2 separate regions of the Mus musculus genome follow, and region 1 is linked to region 2. The links are chromatin contacts, called in public promoter capture Hi-C maps. All regions are on one chromosome and are shown on one strand. The core of a region is the stretch at or near the end of the contact, and the rest is flanking DNA. Distances in the headings are between cores, read along the strand shown.

Region 1 (6,929 bases), core at 4,246-6,745, 180 kb before region 2:
GGCTCCTAGCACCCACACCATGTGGCTCACAAACACCTAGGCACCTGCATGCACATGGTAATACATATACATACTAAATAAATAATGTATAATTACTTCCAGAATGCTTCTTATATGCCTTAAATGGGCCAATAATTGTAAAGCATTTAAAATAATGTCTGGCACATGGCAAGTACTATGTAAGTATGATTTATTAAGCAAAAACTCTAGTACATTATATCAGGCCTATTCCATGTCTGTTTTCAGAGAAAAGACCTTTGGTCTTTTGCCAAATTTAGTTTCTCACATTTCTAAACAGAACTGTACTGATTCTGTCTGCTTTACAAATGTCATCTTACCTATATATGGAAACTAGAGCTTAGCCAGTCTAAATTTTTGGAGTTTTATTCTTTATTCAAGTTCATATGTATTTGAGTATGTTAGTAAATGTCACTGTTCAGCCAATCATGGTATTATATGCCTATAATCCCAGAATTTGGGAGGCTAAGAGAAAATTCTACAGGCTGGTGAGATGGCTCAGTGGGTAAGAGCACCCGACTGCTCTTCTGAAGGTCCGAAGTTCAAATCCCAGCAACCACATGGTGGCTCACAACCACCCGTAATGAGATCTGATGCCCTCTTCTGGAGTGTCTGAAGACAGCTACAGTGTACTTACATATAATAAATAAATAAATCTTAAAAAAAAAAAAAAAAAGAAAAAAGAAAATTCCACATTTGAGGCCAGGCTGAGCCACTTGGAAAAAAAAAGTTTGGCCTATAAAGATGGCTGCCTTTCCGGAGGACCTGGGTTCAATTTCTATCATCTATATAGCAGCTTACAATCATCTATTATTCTGGTTCTAGCCTCCACAGGCACCAAGTATGCATGTAGTGCACAGGCATACATGCAGGCAAAACACCCATACACATAGGATACAATTTAAATATTTTTAGGTCACAATTTAGATTATAAGTTACAACTTTTAAATATTGGGTGGTGTCCCATTAAGTCAGAAGTAGAAATAAATGTTCTGTAATAACCAGTTATATTTTGCTTTGAAATATAGATAGGTCAGTATAAAGAAAGTTCTTTTTTACTCATTAAAGTAAATCAAATTCAGTGTTTTACTTCAGCGTCTCTAGTCTTTAATGTGATCATTTTAATGCTCAAACTTTAATGGTTAAAAAAATGCTTGTTGGTTTAAGTAGTGTCTGATCATAGTGTCTTAAAAAATCAATTTCTTGGGGAAAATATCTATCGGGTCACAATGAAGCTATTCTTTTTGGTAGTTTTCTTTTCTTCTGAGTATACTGGTTATATTCTTATGATTTGGAGAGTTGGCTCTGCAATTAGGAACATAGTTAAACTTGCATAGGATCCAAGTTCAATTCCCAGCACCTACGTGGTGGCTTACAACTGTCTGTAACTCCAGTGCCAGGATATCTAACTCCCTTTTCTGACCCCAGGGGTCACCAGGCACACACATGGGTCACTTACACACATGTAAGCAAAACGCTAATACACATAAAATAATAAAAATTAATTTTAAAGTTAAATATTTTAAACATATCTACTGTATGCTTCATACACGTTGTGTTTTGTAATACAGTAAAGACAACTAAAAATAAATCATCCACTGATATCCAAAGTTTAGAATATGCAAGGAGTAGCCTCCTCAAACAAGAGTTTAAACAAAAGGCTCTCTCTCTTAAGAGGAGACACTTCCTTTAATCTCAGCACTTGGGAGGCGAGGCAGACATATCTCTGTGAGTTCCAGGCCAGCCTGGTCTAGAGTATGTTCCAGAACATCCAAGACTGATACATAGAGAAATCCTGTCACATACGCCAGCAAGATTTTGCTGAAAGTACCCTGATATAGCTGTCTCTTGTGAGGCTATGCTGGGGCCTAGCAAACACAGAAGTGGATGCTCACAGTCAGCTATTGGATGGAACACAGGGCCCCCAATGGAGGAGCTAGAGAAAGTACCCAAGGAGCTAAAGGGGTCTGCAACCCTATATGTGGAACAACAATATGAACTAACCAGTACCCACCGGAGCTCGTATCTCTAGCTGCATATGTAGCAGAAGATGGCCTAGTCGGCCATCACTGGGAAGAGAGGCCCCTTGGTCTTGCAAACTTTATATGCCCCAGTACAGGGGAACACCAGGGCCAAGAAGTGGGAGTGGGTGGGTAGGGGAGCAGGGTAGGGGGAGGGTATAGGGAACTTTCAGGATAGCGTTTGAAATGTATATAAAGAAAATAATACATAAAAAAAATTTAAAAAGAAAAAAGAAAACAAGAAAAGGGGGTCAGGGGACGGAATAAAGGGAGGGTACTTAAAAGCTAACTTCTGATTCTTGGGGGAAGATACAGAATAGTTGAATTTAATTTATTGCTACATTTCTATGTGATAGGAATTACTAGGTTGAGCCAAGTGATTTTTATTATGCTTTAGAATATTAAATAGGGCTAGAAAGCATCAATGGTGAGCAGTGGGCCTAGCTTTGACTCTTTTTCTTTAGTATATTTCTGTTATGTGAATCTTCTGTATACTAAGAATAACTGATACAAATTGCCACTTCTGACTGGCACTGAGTACCAAAAGTATTTAATAGTCTCTTTGTTCATCTATTTTGTGGGGTGGGCCCTGAGATCTCTAGATTATACTTGCAGAAGTTGAGTCTTAGTGCCTGGTGTGCAGCCCCCTCTGTAGGTGTCAGCACAATTGTGTCAGCACTGTAGTACTGCAGACATGTGGCTTTGTACTGACAACAACCTTGGTTTCATAGGTAGTTGGAAATAGATTATTTTAAGAGTAAAAGCCCTGTAGTGGCACATGCCTTTAATTCTAGCACACAGAGGCAGAGGTAGAGTGGCAAGGTAGGGAGTGTCTCTTGAGTTCAAGCTCAGCCTGTTCCACGTAGTGGTTACTAGACTAGCAAAGTTATACAATGAGACTCTCGCTTTAAAAAAATAAAATAAATGTCACATCAAATTTAATTTAATCAAAAATCTTTAATTCTCTTAGCTGTTCTTTTTGTTGTTGTTGTTATTGTTGTTGTATCAAGCTCTTTCCCTGTGGCTGATGCTGTTAGCTATTTGATATTTATTTATTGCTCCAGTTCAGAGGTTGGCAAAGAATGGCCCAGGGGACAAATCTGTCCCTTACTTCTTGCTTTTGTACATAAGTTTTTTCTAGAGCCCACTCATACTTGCTTTTTTAGAGATGAGCTACAAAGCCTGAAGTATCTATACCGTTCTCTGTTGAAAAGGTTGCTGCTAAACCTTGTGTTGCCTCGTTTAACAAAAGATTGGAAGCAGCTGTATTTTATGTCTAATTCTAAAGATATGTTAGACTCAGTTTTAAATTTTTTTATGTAGCTTCTATCATTTGTGGGGGAATGCTGAGGAAAAAGGAAAAACAACAAAAAATGAGCTGGGCAGTGGTGGCGCACACTTTTAATCCCAGCACTTGGGAGGCAGAGGCAGGTGGATTTCTTGAGTTCAAGGCCAGCCTGGTCTACAGAGTGAGTTCCAGGACAGCCAGAGCTACACGGAGAAACCCTGTCTCGAAGGGGAAAAAAAAAACCCTGAAGTAATTAGGCTAATGGAATTTCCTTCTCTCAAATACACTGCAGTCATTTGAGCACTTGTTCATGGTAACACTAGTATGCCTAAAACCTGTGTTATGTATAGTACTGCTTAGCCAGTTGTATTTAGGATTCCTGTTTTCTTCTGGTAACAGGTTGAGTTTTTTCTCCCTTCACTTTAAGAAGATAATAAAGATGGTAACAGTAAAGATTTACTTTTCAGGTAAATAAAATGTGGTCCTAGGTGAGTTTTTATTTACCTTCCTTGCCCAGGAGGGCAGTGCTCATCAGGTTTCCAATTAGATAGTTATCTGATCTCCTTCAAAGTCATGGCTGTCCCTTCCTTCCCCTTGAAGTCAGTCAGTGCTGGGTCCCCTTGACACACTCAAGTTTCAAGAGCCTGGGGATCCGAAGTCTACCTACCCTTTGCTTTAGGGCTCATAATTGAAAGTGAGACTTTTTCTCATCTCCCGTGAATATAATGAGGGTGTCAGAGAACTTTGGCAGAGATAGCAAAGGAGTACCTTGAGACTAATTATAATGTGATGATGGCTTGCTCTAGTGCAGCTTCCAAAAGGGAAATTTGGGTTTGGAAAATGTGATTATGGAAATTATGCCTTTGTGTTTCTTCTTTCACTTACTGACTACTTCAGAGGAGAAATCAACTGTTAGCTTGTTTGTGTCAATTACGAGGAATAAATATTGTGGTATTTTTCTGTTATCAATTTTAGTAGTACATTTATTCTTCCAATAGGCTTTAATTTATAACAGTTTGTATTTCTACTTAATGTTTAAACAATAAATTGTACTCAGTTTTAAAATATCTTACATGTATATGAAAACAATTAGGACAATGGGAGTAAGGTTGCACATATTTAATAAATACAGTGATATCCCCCCAAAAATCATTATTTGAAATCCAAGAAGTTTGAATTAATAATAAAAAATACTCAAAATGCCAAGTAAATTCATCTGTTTATTTTATGGTGAAAAATACTCTAGTAAATATGTAGGTTTTACCTCAAGGTAAGTAGAGAAATGAGATTTATTTATTAAAGATAATATAGAACGTCAAAATGATGAAGAGCTGGTGAATTTCTTATTAGTAAAAATTGAGATGCTCAGGCCAGCAGGATGGCTTTGTGGGTAGAAGTGCTTGCTGCCAAGCCAGAAGAGCTCAGGTTAATTCCTGGGACCCATCTCCCAACAGTCGGCCTCTCACCTCCAGCTTCCCACCACAGCATACCCACCATTACTACACAGGGGATAAATACATGTAAAAATGTAAGGTGTGTGCGTGTCAGTACAGGTGCCCAAGAAGCCCAGAGCTGGACTTGTGGGGACTGAACCCCGGCCTCTGGAAGAGCAGCAAGTGCTCTTAATGACTTCAGTCCCCCAATTGGTTTTTTGGTTTTTTGGGTTTTTTTGTAATTGAGACCCTCTTTCTTACTGTGTTCTTCATTTGTTGCAGCAGTGGAATTTCAAAAAGGCTTTCATAATTAAGGGTTTATGTCAAGAAAAGTAATTCTTATTAGCCATGGTAGCCTACATGCACCGTTCAGTGCTCGCTGTGCTGTGGGTAATGGAGAAGATAAATGGTGCCTGGGGTTTTTATTGTTGGGCTCTGTTTTTATTTTTGGGGGTTTTTTGTTTGTTTTGGGGGGGTATTGGTTTGTTTGGCTTTTGGAAGATTTTTTAGACTTGGAAGTTACTGTCTTTACTAGACGACAGAGTAATGGCTTTTCCTCTGTAGAACTGTGTGACAGACTAAGACACGACATAGAAAGCGCCAGTGGGGCCTTGCCACCTGCTGCAGCAACAACATGATTACTTAATCAATTAGTGGAGTTGTTGACACTATTTTCTGTACTTGAGTAGTGATTTCCTTCTGTGTGGTGGGGGGGGGCGGGGGGGTGAGATCATTAAAACTGAGTCATCATTAAAACTGAAGAAATGAAAGTGAACTTTTTGGGGGTTGATTCAGACAGCTTTACTCAACCGGTTGGAGAGAATTTTCGAAGCCTGTTTTCCGTCTGTGTTTGTCCCTGATGTGGAAGAGGAGGTTTCTTCCCTGAAGCACTTGCTGGAGACACACAGCTCGCCAGCAAAAACAAGAGAGGCCTTAGCTGACCGTGGGTAAGTAGAAACTGTTCTTAGAGAACTGTGACTGTTAGTTTTAGTTGTTATAATTTGTAAAGCTATCTGAACAGCATTGTTTTAAAATACTATAATTATTGACCTAATCGTGTAAAAAGACTTAAGGGGGAAATCGCTGTTTCTCTACTTCTGAGATGTTTCTTTTGATGTCTTTAAATCAACATTTGAATCAGCCTGTTATGTCACCTCTGCACTACCTAGTGTGATAAACAATTTGGGGTGTATTCAGACTGTGCTGACTATCTGACTATATAACCCAGGCTGCACTCAAACTCAAGAGCCCCCAAGTGCTGAGATTACACGTGTGTCACACACTTGGCTTAACTGACAGTGTAGACCTGCTTTTCTCACCAGCTCCATATACACATATCTCACCTTCTGATAAAATGTTTAAATCTTGTATTTTCCTTTTAACTGTATAAATGCTAAATGCACACTTGTTTTCTTTTATACAGTGTCTTCCTAAACCTTATGCAAGATGAGCATCCCTAATTTGGAAATCCATTCTTTGGAGTGCTATGACATGTAACACTTGTGGGAGCTGTGTAGAGGTGTAGAGCAGTTGTAGATTACCTGCTGATATGCTTGTGCAAGGCCCCAGGTTTAATTTCCGCCACTGAAAAAGGAAGGGGTTGACTTTTTTAATCTACACATTTTTGAACATTGACATTATATTTAAAAAGTTTATAATTTTGGAGCATTTCAGATGCCCAACTGATAAAGTCTATATAGATATTCCAGACTCTAAACCAGTCTGAAACCTGACACCCTTCTGCTCCCGAGCACTTCACGTAGTCTCTGTCTTATTTTCTACATCTTTCTCTGCCCCTAAGAGCTATTTACACAGTTTTACTTGACGAGATTTTACTTAGCAGGCTGTCATCCCTCCTCACCCTCGAAGTTTCAGAGTGGCTCAGCCCAGGCCTCTCTATAACTGTCGCCTCAGGGCTTCCCAGGCACATGGCGCGTTTACTATGTTCTGTTAATACAGATGTATACGCTGTTGTTACTGATCTGAAGTTTTACAGTGAACTGCCTAGATGTGAGTCTTTCCATGCATTCCACTGGTAGCTTGTTCCTCAGAAGCAAACCCTTCTTTATTGTTTTGCCTTTACAACTGCTGTCTCGCCTAGGCCTCTGTCCCTTTCCTAGGTTCCTGCAAATTATTTGATTTTGAAGTCATTCCATTTCTGGCCAGTCT
Region 2 (6,932 bases), core at 1,341-3,840:
ACAACCATCCAGAATAAGATCTGATGCCCTCTTTTGGAGTGTCTGAGGACAGCTACAGTGTACTTAGATATAATAAATCAATCTTTAGGTCGGAGCCAGCGGGGGCGACCAGAGCGAGCAACCTTCATTCCCTGCAATCACATGGTGGCTCACAAGCATCAGTACAGCTATGTATATGTACTCATATACATAAAATAAATAAATCTTTTTTTAAAAAAAGAAAAAAAAACAAAAAACAAAATGACAACAACAAACAATGCTGGGGGTGGTGGTGGTGCTTTAGCCCCAGCATTTGTAAGAGCTGAGGCCAGCCTGGGCTACAGAGCAAATTACAGGATAGCCAAAGCTACACAGAGAAAACCTGTCTTAAAAAAAATCAAACCAACCAACCAAACACAAACATCCAACAAATCTCCTCTCTTTCTCTCTCTCTCTTTCTTTCTTTCTTTCTTTCTTTCTTTCTTTCTTTCTTTCTTTCTTTCTTTCTTCCTTTCTTTCTTTCTCTTTCTCTTTCTTTCTCTTTCTCTCTCTCTCTCCCTCCCTCTCTCTCTCTTTCTCTCTCTCCCTCTCTCCCTCTCTCTCTTTCTCTCTTTCTCTCCCCCCTTCTCCTTCTCTCCCTCTCTCTTCCTCTCTCTCTCTCTTTCCCCCCAGAGTTTAATGTGTTGACCAAGCTAGACTGGAATCACTGGGCTCTAGTGTTCCTCTTGCCTCTGCCTCTGGATTACCTGAAACCACAGATGTGTCTGCATCAAGCAGTTTTTGTACTTTTCTTACTGCTGTATTTTGGAGTCACTTCCATGTCAGTACTAAAGGAGTGGTTTTACTCTTCAGGCCTACAAAACAAATCCTAATTTGGATGTGCCGTGGTATAGAACATTTGTATTGCTTCTAGTCGGTTCCTAGGGTAAGCATTGCAACAGATATGATTTCACATGTGCTCTGCTTAGGAAATCTGTAGTGGAATTGCTGCTCCGTGAATATGTACTTTTTAAAAAACTTAATTTTTTTTTCATGTGTATGCGTTTGTGTGTGTGTGTGTGTGTGTGTGTGTGTGTGTGTGTTCACTGCATGCATGCCCAGTACCTGGGGAAACCAGAAGAGAGTATCAGGTTGAACTGGAGTTATAGATGGTTGTGGGCCGCCATGTAGGGTGCTGAAAACTGAACTAGGGTCCTCTGCAAGAGCAACCAGTGCTCTTAACTGTCCCTCCATATGCACATTCTAAAATGTGATAGATATTACCAGATTGTCCCTAACAAGGTCATGTCATTAAAAGGTTGTTTTATAATGCATGTAACAGTTGTTGTGGTGGTCTTTTTAAAGTCCTTAAATGGTACTGTCCACAGTGAAACTGCTCCATAGCTGCAAGACTTTCATAGCCTATGTGTTAGCAAGAACGGCTCATTGTACACTTTTCTGCTTGTGTTTTGAGGTCACAGATCTACCTTTGTACGGATTAAGCTGTGGTTTGCTAGGCTTTTTAAAAATAAATCCATAACTAGGTATGTTTATCCAGCCCTCTTTCTTAAATCTAAAGGGCCATCTACTCTGGAATTCCTGCTGTTGAGAAAGTGAAACTGAGTAGAAGCCAAGTCAATGGTCAGGCTTCCTCTTTAGATTGATGGGGGAAACAGCAGAATTATGAGAAATAAATTACAGCCTTAAAAATTCGGTCCCAGTTACTGCAAACTTCAATGTGACTAGGTAAGAATTAGTTATAACCACGTATAATTACATGAATAATGAACATATAAAAGTATAAAATCAGTATCTAAAAGCCACAATTAAAAATAAAAGTAAAATCTTTCCGTTTGTTTGAAATATATAACAGTGTCCCTTCTTCCAAATATATGTTACATTTAGAACTGTTAGATTTTAGCAGATTCAGAAAACCACCTAGAAACATCTTTCCCCAAAATTCAGCCAGTTTAGTGCTTGCTTGGCTTGATTAAATTCTTAGAGAATATTTCATGAACTTGCAAGAGACCGATCAAATTCACTAGAAATGTTTTGAACGTATGCAAAAATAAAGTCGCGAAAGTTTAAAGCTTTAGAAGATTAGGGATTCCCTGCGCCAGAGAAACCATTAGACCTGCAGCGTTTCTACTTGGAACTAGAAGAACGGGTAGCATAGGATTCCTAGCTGCTGAAGGTTGGAATCTTTGGTTCTTGATGAGAATTTTCATGCACGATGAGGAAGCCAAAAGGTTTGCGGTCGGAGGAGTGGCTATAAATAGAAGGTGATGTGTTCTAATGCCAGGAGGATGCGTCACAGGGTCCCTCCTGCAGCTCAAGAGCCCAGGGAAGTCACGGAGTAGCAAGCTCTGCTCCTCTCAAGCGGGCAAGGGGCTCCAGCTGAAGGGGGGGTGGTGGACAGGAGGGGTGCGGCTACAGGGGACGTGGGCAGGAGAGGTGAGAGCTTCAGGGGGCGCTGGCTATAGAGGACCTGGGCCGGGATTGGGGCGGGGGGTGGGGGGGAGCGGGCTGCAGAAGTCGTCGGTAGGAGGAGCGCGGGCTGCAGGGGTCGTGGGTAGGAGGGACGTGGGCTGCAGGGGGCGTAGTCAGAAGTAGGGCGGGCTACAGGGGGTGTGGGCAGAAGGGAGGGCGGGTTGCAGGGGGCGTGGGCAGGCGGGGCTCGAGCTGCAGAGCTAGAGTGTCTGAAAGGGCACAGCAAAAGGGGCACGGACCACGCACGCAGAGCCTCTTCAGACTCACAAGCGAAGCACAGGCAGCCCCCACGCGATCCTACTCAGCGGGGCAAAGAAGGAAGAACAATAACCCAAAGGTCTGGAGCCGCAAAGGACACGAACGTCTGGGTTCCTCGCGAGTCTAAGTCTCTACCGAGCAATTGAGATCTGTGAAACGTACAATCTCTCTGCTCTGGTCGGAAGAATTCCCTCTAGCCTCGACAGAATACATGCCACAGTGCATTACACGGTCTGTGTGTGTTTGTAGCGTGGCTGTTGGAATTTCCACTGGAATTTTTGAAAATGGCCTCTTCTGGGATTCCCCCACCCAGGCACCTCTCTTCACTCTGCCTATTCCTGAAACTTAGTCTCTCTTCCTGCCCCCATTCTGTCTTTGTCTGTCTTAGTTTCTCTCTCTCTCTCTCTCTCTCTCTCTCTCTCTCACACACACACACACACACACACACACACACCATGGCACACCATCTCTTTCTCCCCTCCTCCCTCCACCCTGTGGTTCTTCCTCCATTCTCACTGATAACTTTGGGGTCCCCTTGCCTGTTTCCACGTATTGGTTTTATTTTTATCTCTTCACTTATCCAATTCCTTATATTTTTCTATTACAGCTAAGCACATCTGCATTGCCTTTTCTTTCTTCTGTCCTAAGTCCTGAAGAACTCAAGGACTTCTGGAAACAACCAAAGATTTTTATAGCATTTTGCCCCTGTAAAGGATGCTGAATTCCATTTGCAAGGGTTATTCTCAGATCCAGTCAGCTGGACTGTCTGGTGTATTTGCCTACAATAAAAAAGCGAATGTGCAAGAAAAGCCAGGGATAGGGGCACTTTTTTTTTGGTCTGGTTGGTTTGGTTTGGTTTTTTCAAGACTCTAATGAACTCAGAGTTCTGCCTGCCTCTGCTCCTCAGTGTTGCACCACCTGGCTTGGGGGCGGGGTAGGGGAGCATATCTTTATGTTAAGATTTTAATATCTTTATTTGTTTTAAAACAAAACAAAATTTTTCTTGGTTTTTAATTTTTTCATTACATTTTAATCTTTTTTTTTTTCTTTCTCATGCTCCCCCTGGAATTGAGAACCGAAGCCGGGTCATTGTGCTTTTCTAGGCAAGTACTCGCTAACACTAAGCTAAATTCTGACCCTGTTTATTTGTGTGCATACACGTGTATGTGGGGATTCATCTGTGTGAGTGTGGACACACACATGCCAGAGAACAACGTCTGTGTCAGTCTCTACCTTCCGCCTTGTTTGAAATAGGGGCTCTTTGGTGTTCATGCCTGCATATACCAGGTTATCCCTGCATCAGCCAAGTTTCTGGGGGGGCTTATCGTAGGATAAGTCTGTGATTAAAGACCTCTGATAGCTTGCCTGGGTTTATATAGTTTCTGAGGTTTTTTATAGTTAAACTCAGGTCTGCATGTCTGTGAGACCTGGGACGTTGTTTTAGATTCGATTCGTCCATTTTATTTTATGTGTGAATGTTTTGCCTGTGTGTATATATGTGTGCCAATTTGTGCTCAGTGCCCTCAGATGTCAGAAGAGGTCATTGGATCCCCTGAAACTAAAGTTATCAATTGCTGTGACTCACCCTGTGCATTTTGGGAATTCAACCCAGGTCCACTACAAAATCGACAAATGCTCTGAACCACTGAGCCACCTCCCCAGGCCCTAGAGCTTTTCTTTTCTCTTCTCTTCTTTTTTTTTTTAATTTTATTTTTGTTTTGTTTTTGTTTTTGTTTTTGTTTTTTTTTTTTTTTTGGAGACAGGGTTTCTCTGTGTAGCCCTGGCTGTCCTGAAACTCACTTTGTAGACCAGGCTGGCCTCGAACTCAGAAATCTGCCTGCCTCCGCCTCCCGAGTTCTGGGATTAAAGGCATGTGACACCACTGCCTGGCCTAAGAGCAAATTTTTGATCATATCAGGTTTAAAGTTAGGACACAGGCTTCTTTCATCTTTGATACACTTGTTTCCATCTGTGAGAATAACTGGCTTCTTTGTAGCATGGCCTAAACCACAAAGTGTATACCTCCTTATAACTACACATCAGAGATGTCTCCTGGGAACTGGAGAGCACTTGTTTCTCTAGCAGAGGACCCAGGTTCACTTCTTAACAGCCACATGGTAGTTCATAACCAGTTATAACTCTAGTTCCAGGAGACCCAATGCTCTTTTCTAACTTCTATGAGGACCAGGCTTGCATGTATAGGCAAAACACTGAGACATAAAATAATTTTTTAAAAGTCTAAAAATAATTAAGAGAAGAGAATTTGCTGGGCAGCAGTAGTCGGCACTTTCAGTCCCAGCACTTGGGAGGCAGAGGCAGGTGGATCTCTGAGTTTGAAGCCAGTCTGACCTACAGAATGACTTCCAGGACAGCCAGGACTACACAGGGAAATCCTGTCTCAAAAAACAAAACAAAAATAACAACCAAAAGCCCCTGGACTAAGACTGGAACTCAGGCCATTGAATGGTTCAATCACTAAATCTGAGGGACAACAGGCTTTGACAAGTTTTCCTGTGATCTTAACACATGCACCATGGTACATGAACACACTCCAACACATACAAACAGATGTGTTAGTATAAGAAGATATTTTAAAGAAATTCAAATAGGCAATGAATAGTTAAAATTTTAGCAGCCAGGTGGGGTTCTATACCCCTGTAATCTCAGCACTTGGGAGGATAGGGCAGAAAGATCAGGGGTTCAAGGTCATCTGTGTTATGTGAGAAACAACTCAAGAATAGAACTTTAACAAAAAGCAGGCCTTTATTTAGAGGTAAAAAGGAATTCAAGTGTGCAGCCAGGATAATTAGGGGAGAGTTGAGCATTTCCAGGAAGCAGTTCCCTATGTTAGGGTTGATCCAGGGTGTGGCACTGGGCAGAGAGAGTGCACACATTTCTTTGTAGGTGATAGATACAGTGGTGCAGCAATGGTGGAAAAGGAGAGGTGGCCAGAGCAGCATGTGGAGAGGAGTGGTCTTCTTGGGAGGTGAGAGGCAGGAACTGGCAGGTGTTTGGGGGGGAACCAACTGAGGATGGAGCCCCTCTCTCCTACCTCCTCTTCACCTGGTTCCTAAGCTGTCAAACTTCTGCTCCCTCAGCCTAGACGGAAGGGGCATTAATAACAAGCTGTGGGTCATGCTTATTCCTACAATCCAACCTCCTACCCTTCAGAAAACTGAAACAATTTGGAACCCCAACGGTCAGATTCCCAGACACTGTAGTTGGGACTCGAAGAGTATAATGATCATTTTCTGAATTTTACTGTACACTAGTCATTTTGTTATGAGCATTAACATATCCATTTAATCTTCTTAAGACTGAGGAACCCAGGTTCAAAGTCACAACTAAAAGCGACTTTGTCCAAGCTCTACCACAGAGCTATACTCCAGCCCTTGATCTAGTTTCCAGAACACAAGGCCAGCAAGTGATACAGCAGGACCCAAACCTTATTCAAGCTTTCTCTCTTTAGTTGGTGCTGGGGACCAAGTCAGGGGATTCACACATGATGCTCGAGTGCTCTAACACTGACCACACAATCTGGCCTGTTTTGTTTGTTTTTGGTTTGGTTTGGTTTTTTTGAGACAGGGTTTCTCTGTGTATCCCTGGCTGTCCTGGAACTCATCTATAGACCAGGCTGGCCTCAAACTCAGAGATTTGCCTGTCTCTGCCTCCCGAGTGCTGGGATTAAAGGCATTCACCTGCAACTAGAACTTCTGGTTATTTTTTATTGAGTTCTTTTTCCTACCATCCTTCTAACTTCCCAACTCTAAGTAGGAGAGGAAGAAGGGTGGGAAAGGGGGCATCCATCTTGTTACAACTTCCTGCTCATTAGGAGTATTGAGTGCCTTGAGGCAAGTCCAGGTTTTGTGGTCTAGCCAATCAACATCTATATATCCTCTCGAGAGTCACCAGAATGAAAGACATTAAACTATCTTCAGCTGGCAAAATCATGCTTCTGCCAGAGCACAAGACAAATCATAGTCAGCTGCTGTGGACAATCTGAAGCAGCCCCATATCCCACACCTGGGTAAAAACACCAAAATTCTCATTACGTCACCACCGGCCTCTCAATCCAGAGTCTTTTAAAGAGAATCTGTCTGCTTGAGATAACAAGGTATTCTGCAGAGAACCTATACCCCTGTGATTGGCTTTGAGTCTCAAAGCAGCTTTGCCTTCATGGGGTGCCATAGTTGGCCCTTTACAACAGCAAGAGGCCAGATGGGCTA

The links. Capture Hi-C pulls out chosen DNA fragments and counts their contacts.
Region 1: a contact with region 2 is called in a promoter capture Hi-C map of adipose tissue. The contact joins two enhancer-like sites. A contact is called at or near these places in 1 of 39 promoter capture datasets (cranial neural crest), 1 of 484 Hi-C or Micro-C datasets (nephron progenitors), 6 of 115 datasets of contacts at active chromatin or transcription factors (bone marrow-derived macrophages, effector CD8 T cells, embryonic stem cells and 2 more) and 3 of 9 other capture datasets (adipose tissue, liver and pancreatic islet).

What each region holds. Positions count from the first base shown.
Region 1 is chr11:20,710,942-20,717,870 of GRCm38.p6, reverse strand. It overlaps Aftph (aftiphilin), which reads left to right. Exons shown (of 10, transcript NM_001290545.1): 3 at 5,556-5,707. Among named protein-coding and RNA genes, the nearest start is that of Gm46272, 26 kb to the left of the region's middle. Within about 2 kb of position 5,495, at least 21 of the 459 cell types and tissues checked have an H3K27ac peak or open chromatin away from gene starts, as enhancers often do. A contact at or near this core is called in adipose tissue and bone marrow-derived macrophages, where this site is marked.
Region 2 is chr11:20,528,074-20,535,005 of GRCm38.p6, reverse strand. No RefSeq gene overlaps it. Among named protein-coding and RNA genes, the nearest start is that of Gm32142, 53 kb to the right of the region's middle. Within about 2 kb of position 2,590, at least 304 of the 459 cell types and tissues checked have an H3K27ac peak or open chromatin away from gene starts, as enhancers often do. A contact at or near this core is called in adipose tissue and bone marrow-derived macrophages, where this site is marked.